2 separate regions of the Rattus norvegicus genome follow, and region 2 is linked to region 1. A link is a contact called in public Hi-C data. All regions are on one chromosome and are shown on one strand. The core of a region is the stretch at or near the end of the contact, and the rest is flanking DNA. Distances in the headings are between cores, read along the strand shown. Region 1 holds the start of Atg10 (autophagy related 10). Region 2 holds the start of Ssbp2 (single-stranded DNA binding protein 2).

Region 1 (2,898 bases), core at 244-2,743:
TGGACTCAGTAAGACCCTGTCTAAAATATAAACATGTGGGGATGGGGTGGTACAGTTGGCAGAGTGATTACCTAGCCTACACAAAGGCCTGAGTTCAATTCCCAGCATCACATAAACTGGGCATTATGATTAATACCCACAGAACTTGGGAAGTAGAGACAGGATCAGCTTAAGGTCAGTCCTAGCTGACAGGGAGCACAAGGCTAGCCTAACAGAGAAAACACAGGGAAAGATAGAATTTCTTTTAAGCATTGTCTTAGATACCCCCATTATGTACAGTAAGATCAGCTAATATTACCCTAATCTTGAAATATTCCATATTCAAATGAATCTACCTTAGAACTATTTGCGCTAGTTTCTTCCACTAAAATATACATAACAATTTTCCATTTGTTTTTGCTCACTGAGACAGGATCTGGTTGTGGTAGTGCAGGCTGGCTTCAAACTGGAGGTAGTTCTGCCTCCAGCTGTGACAGGCTGGGGACAGGCCATCGAGCTCAGGCGTGACAGCTTCTAAAACTTCTAAAACTGCTCTGTGAGATTTTTAACTCCCTGTTGCTATTTTTTTTTTCACTTAGGTCTTCATTCTGTGTCATTCTCTCCTGTCAACATCTGACCCTTTGGAAGCAACGAGGAGCAATGGTACCTGGAATCCTAAAACACACTTGAGTATGGCATAGAGTCTGTGTTCTCTAACCCTAACCATCATAAATGTTCACTCTCACCACCACAGTGGGGGCCACTGTCACATTATAATGACCCAAAGTAAGCCTTTGGAAAAGAACTGCTGCACTTGGAGAGAGCAAGCCAGCTGTCAAAGAGCGCTTAAAACATGAATACAGCACTGGTGAGAAGCTGATGGCTCCTGTAACCTGTGATGGAGTCTGTGGTCTCAGCTTCTCTGAGGAGAGGCTGAGGCAAGAGGCTCAAGGTTCGAGGACAGCCTGGCCCACATAGTAGCAAACACTGTCTCAAAAACAAACCCACAACTGTTCTAGTTGGCGACTTCCCCCCACCCCACCCCCTACAGTTGGAAACAATTTGCATCTTGCCGAAAACACAGAACATGGGGCTCCATTTTGATTCTGAAAAACATGTGACCACCCTGGGTGTTACTACCAAGATTTTCATAAGTATCACTACGGATAAAAGCATGGCTTCTATAAATCAGTCAACTAGTCCTTTATCTCCGACCCCCCACGTCCTGGTTTTATAGATCAATGGGGGGAAGGGGGGTTGTGTTGGCTGCAAATCTGAAAGCCTGCCAGTCACTTAACTTCCTTTGTTTCAAGGTCACGTGAGCACATTCCTAGCACAAGGTGGAAAGGTCGCCCAGGCGGCTCGCGCCCACCTCCCGGGCTTTTTGTCACGGGCGGGCCGCTCTGCCGCCCTTCTCGGGTCCCGGGAGGCGGGCGAGGGCTGCAGGCGGCTGCAGAGGCGCCGCCGTGGTTAGGTGTACTCACCCCGCTCGCTCGCCCTGACCTGGAGCCGGCGGCGCGCGGCGGGGCGGGACTGGGCGGGGCCGGGCGGCGGGAGCGGACCGGCGGAGGAGGAGCTCCGCCCGCGCGGCCGTGAGCCTGCGCGGTGGGGCCGCCCGGTGACGTCGCAGCGAGACCTTTCTGCAACCAGTTCGCTCACATCCATCACCTTCCCTGTCGGTGCTCTAGGCCAGACCAGGGCGAACCCGAGCCAGGGTACCTGCGCTCCCTTCCCACGCACAGTCATACTAGACGCCTAACTACAAACAAGCGACTTGTGACTAGTAGAGTGCGAGCAAGGGTGCGGGCCGCGAGTGTCCCCAAGAGCCTTGTCAGCTAAATGAGGTTCACTGCCACCCATTTAAAACAGGGCTGGGGCAAGAAGTTTGGAATTCGAGTGCTGATAACTGTACCATTTTCAGAACAAAAATCAGAAAATACCAGCCAGTAAAATGAAACCAAGGGGCAATGGTAGGACCATGGTAGGAGGAAAAGAGTCATAGGGGTCATGGGACAGATAGGATACCTCAGGGAAAGCGAGTCTGGTCCTTTAAACAGGAGAACATTTCTTAGAAAAGAAAGTAAACAGGCAAAATGAAAGCGCTGTCAGTTTTCAAATGTGAAGAAGGAGGCTTGGTCTTGAGCAAGTAGTGTAAGATTACCATGTTAAGTAGCTAATAAATTCCTGAGACTCTGAGTAATGTCTTCGCAATTTCCTGTAAGTCCATATTGTTTCGAAATAAGTTGATTGTGTGTGTGCGTGTGTGACTTTCTGTTTGTTTTTTGAATGGACAGAACACAGATCTGTGGTGACCACTGACAAAAGATGGGGTAAGGGCTAATTTTAAAAGGGGCTTAGAATATGGAAGGATGGTAGAACTCTTCTGCTTTTGATTGTTGGTTTTATTGATGATTAAACCACTATTTTGCCAAAACAAAAAACATTACATTTGGCCACACACAAAATAATTTTTAAAAAGTATTGTAAAGGGGGAAGGGGTAAAAAAAAAAAAGTATTGTAAAAATAAACTTCAACTAACTTTTTTGAGCGACTATTAGTTAATTGGTAACACCTAATTTAGTTAGTTAGTTAGTTTGTTTGTTTGTTTGTTAGACAGGAATGTATAGCATAGGCTAGCCTGGAACTGCAGACACTCCTACATCCACCTCTGAGTGTTAGGATTAAAGCCATCTTAATGTGCTTCTACTTGACCTGTTTGTTTGTTTGTTTTGAAGTATAAGAAGTTATTTGTAGGGCATGGTAGCTCATATTTATAACCCCAGCACCCAAGGAAGTAAATGTGGGTGGGGGATGGCAAGAGAATTTAAGAGCAGTCTGGGCTATACAGCAAATTCTAGGCCAGCCAAGGCTGCTTTATTATTTCCTGAAAGTAAAGTAAAAAGTTACCAGAAACTTTGC
Region 2 (3,156 bases), core at 385-2,884, 250 kb after region 1:
CCTGTTCATTTACCCCAGTCCCCCAGTGTTTGATTGATGTTTAGTTGCCACCCGTTTTCTTTCCCTCTGTTTCACTCACTGCCCTTCCTTAACCTTCTCCTGTTTTATTTCTGTCACTTGCTATCAGAACCCACAAACTCCATTTCTTTCCTTTCCATCCATCTCGGCATCTCCATATGCATTTTTATGATCCTACTGCTAAATGCTTAAAGCTGTGTGCAATCGAAAGGTATGCTTCCTCATTTGAATGTCATTTCCTTTCCTTAACATAACCGTTCCTCCTCCTCCTCCTCTATTCATCCCTTTCAGAGGTCTCCGTGTCCTACCCCAATGGCACCTCTCTTCCCCTGTCACCTCCCATTTGAAGCTCATCTCTTCTCTCAACCCGATTTCTACTCTGATTTTACAGCCAAGGATCTTTAACAAAATAAAGGATGGAGTCTATCAAAAACCAGGTTGCGTGTGTCTTGAGAAACTTTTGCGCATTCACTGAAATGAGATTAGGGACTTGGATCCAAAAATATTCTCGGGGAGTTTTCAGCTTGGGCACAGCTTTGCACACCTTGAGCTCTGGGGCCTATTCTGCTGGGCAAATACAGGGATGTCTTTCAGGGCCCTCTCTGAATCTTTCCAGTCCAAGGGTCAAACCGAAATGACATTGCCCATCCAAACTATTAAAGCAGGCCAAGCAGAGAATACTTGGGCCCCGGGTCTGCGGCAGATCTTTGCAGAGTACTGACAAGGAAGGAGCCAAGGCCTTGGGCCACTACGATCCCAGGAGTAGGTCTCGTGGCCTCTTTGGGGGTGTGCTCCCCTCTTAGACAGGAGGACGACACTAGGTAGGGTGCTCCTTTGGGATGCAGGGCTTGACTTCAGAGCCGGCGACAGAACCTCGGCGGGCGCCCCAATGGGAGGCAGGCACAGTGCCTCCCGGGGAGAGACGGAGGCTCGCCCAGTCCTTGAGCCAGAAGGTCGAGGGTTCAGAGCGGGCGTCCCCGGCCTGCTGGCCCTCCGGGAACGGGATCGGGGCGACACCCCAGACAGGAGGGATGAGATCAACCGCGGGGAACGGCGCGGGGAGTCTGGCCGGAGAGGAGCGGGAGAGGAGGTTGGCGGGACACCGGTGCCGGGGCCGCGGGTCTGTCTGTGGACTCGCCGGGCGCCCCGAAGTCTGGGGCTGCCGCGACTCCCGTTCCGCAGTCGCTGCCAGGCACTCCAGGCCGCACTTTCCCCTCCTCCCCGCGCCTTCTCTCCAGTGAGGAGCCGGGCGCGGGCGGCGCGGGGGGCGGGGCGGCGGCGGAGGGAACAGCCAGTTGTTTAAAATCCTTCTAGAGCAGTTTCTAATTCCCCCCTAGCGCCCGGTTCGGAGGGGGAGGGGGGAAGGAGAGCGGGAGGGGGGAGCGCGGCGGAGAGGGAAGGAGGGAGGGAGGGAGGGAGGGAGCCGGGGAGGGAGGGAAGGAGGGAGGAGACTGCCGCTTAGGCCGAGCCGCCGCCGCGCGCTCCGGCAGGCCGGAGGGAGGGGAGGCCTGTCAGTCTCGCGCGTTGCCAGGGCGAGGAGGGCGGAGCTCTGGCGTGGGGCGGCCAATGGTGGGGGTGGCTGCGTGGGTCGCCATGGGGACGGGGCTGTTCCCGGGGAGGCTGTGATGGGTTGACAGGTGCGTGACAGTGGGAGCTGCTCTCGGCACAAGCATGTACGGCAAAGGCAAGAGTAACAGCAGCGCCGTCCCGTCCGACAGCCAGGCCCGGGAGAAGTGAGTGTCTCCGCGCCGCAGCCACCTCCGCCTTCGCACGCGCGCACACTCGCGCACGCACTCGCACTCTCCGGGAACCGCAGCCACACGGCCGCCCCACCGGGGGGAGCCGGGGGTGGGTTGCAGGGGGAGGCGCGGGGCGGGGGCGCGCGGCTCGGGGGAGCGGCCGCCTCCACGGGGGAGCCCCCAGGGCGGGTGGCCGCGGGCAGCCGGCGGCGGGAGGGACGCGCGTGGCGGGCGAGGGACGGCGGCGGCGGGGATGGAAACTTGTTTGGGTGGTTGAGGGGAACCACCCGCGGCTTCACCTCCTCGCAAAGTAACTTTGGAGCTGTGGTCCAGGACGGCCGGGCCGCGGCGCGCGGCGGGCCTGGGGGGCGCGGGCTGCGGGGCGCTGGGGTCCGGCGGGGCCGCGAGCGTGGAGAGGGGAGAGGGCGGCGGGCCGGGAGGGCGGAAGCGGGGCCCCACGGGGCGCGGAGGGCAAGTGCGGGCGTGGGCCGGGCGGGCGCAGAGACGCGGGTCCGCGGGTTCTCCCAGCGCAGGCCGAGCAGGCGGCCGGGAGGGCAGGCGGGCGGGCCCGGGGTGGCGGGGGAAGTTTGGGAGTGGGAGTGCCGAGTTCCCGGAGGGAGAGTGTGTGCTGGCCCGCGCGGGGTCGGCCGCGAGAGCTTGGCGCTCCTGTCTCTCGCCACACACCGGCTCAGCGGCGGCCCCAGAACTTTTTGAGACTTGCCGTGTCCCCGGGGGTGGTGGCCGCGGGCGCGGAGGGCAGGTCCCGTGGGCCGTGGCGGCGCCGCCGCGAGGAGGGCTGCCCCCGGCGTGGACCCGGCGCTGGTCGGCGAGGGGGCTGCGGAAGGGATGCTGGGCGCAAGCCGCTCGCCTGGGTCGTGGGGGATACAGGTGGTAACTTCGGTGGGAACCGGGAGTACGTTGGAGAACCCGGGTGCCAGGGTCGCGGCACGCTGCGGAGCAGGCTAGTTGGCTGCTATTCTTGTGTACTTGTAACGGCGATTTGGTTGTTACTAAAATGAGAGCGAATAGCGACTGTGACACCGAGGAAGAGCCCCCCCCCCCTTCCTATGTGCAGATGTTCAGACTGATTCCCTGTAGCTGGGTCTGCTGTGAGGGTCAAGCTTATCCTTGTCATTGAACACACTGTCTTGCTAAGGGGGCTCAGGCTGGGGGAGAGCAAGTCCTTCTCAGAGGTACTCTGGGTCTCTTGCATACAAAAACAGCTTGGTAAATAAATGTGTAGGCTACCGAGTTTCCCCCCCTTGCTTTGGGCAGTTAGTCATACCTTTGAAAGTTTGTTGTGCCCCAGGGAGGGGAACATGTTCTAATCTTCCTGTTGGCAGCCATACATACACAATTCCCTTAGGATTTAGAGGTGGCAGGCCTTGATGTTGGAAAA

The links. Hi-C and Micro-C count contacts between places; a contact is called where the count stands out from the background.
Region 2: a Hi-C map of kidney shows a contact between it and region 1, with 3 times the contacts expected there. The contact joins the promoter of Ssbp2 here to the promoter of Atg10 in region 1. A contact is called at or near these places in 8 of 12 Hi-C or Micro-C datasets (the A7r5 cell line, the Rat2 cell line, Schwann cells and 5 more).

The regions. Positions count from the first base shown.
Region 1 is chr2:24,131,875-24,134,772 of GRCr8, forward strand. Atg10 (autophagy related 10) reads right to left here and starts at 1,494. Exons shown (of 8, transcript NM_001109505.1): 1 at 1,464-1,494.
Region 2 is chr2:24,384,790-24,387,945 of GRCr8, forward strand. Ssbp2 (single-stranded DNA binding protein 2) reads left to right here and starts at 1,635. Exons shown (of 17, transcript NM_001399030.1): 1 at 1,635-1,751. The coding sequence starts at 1,690.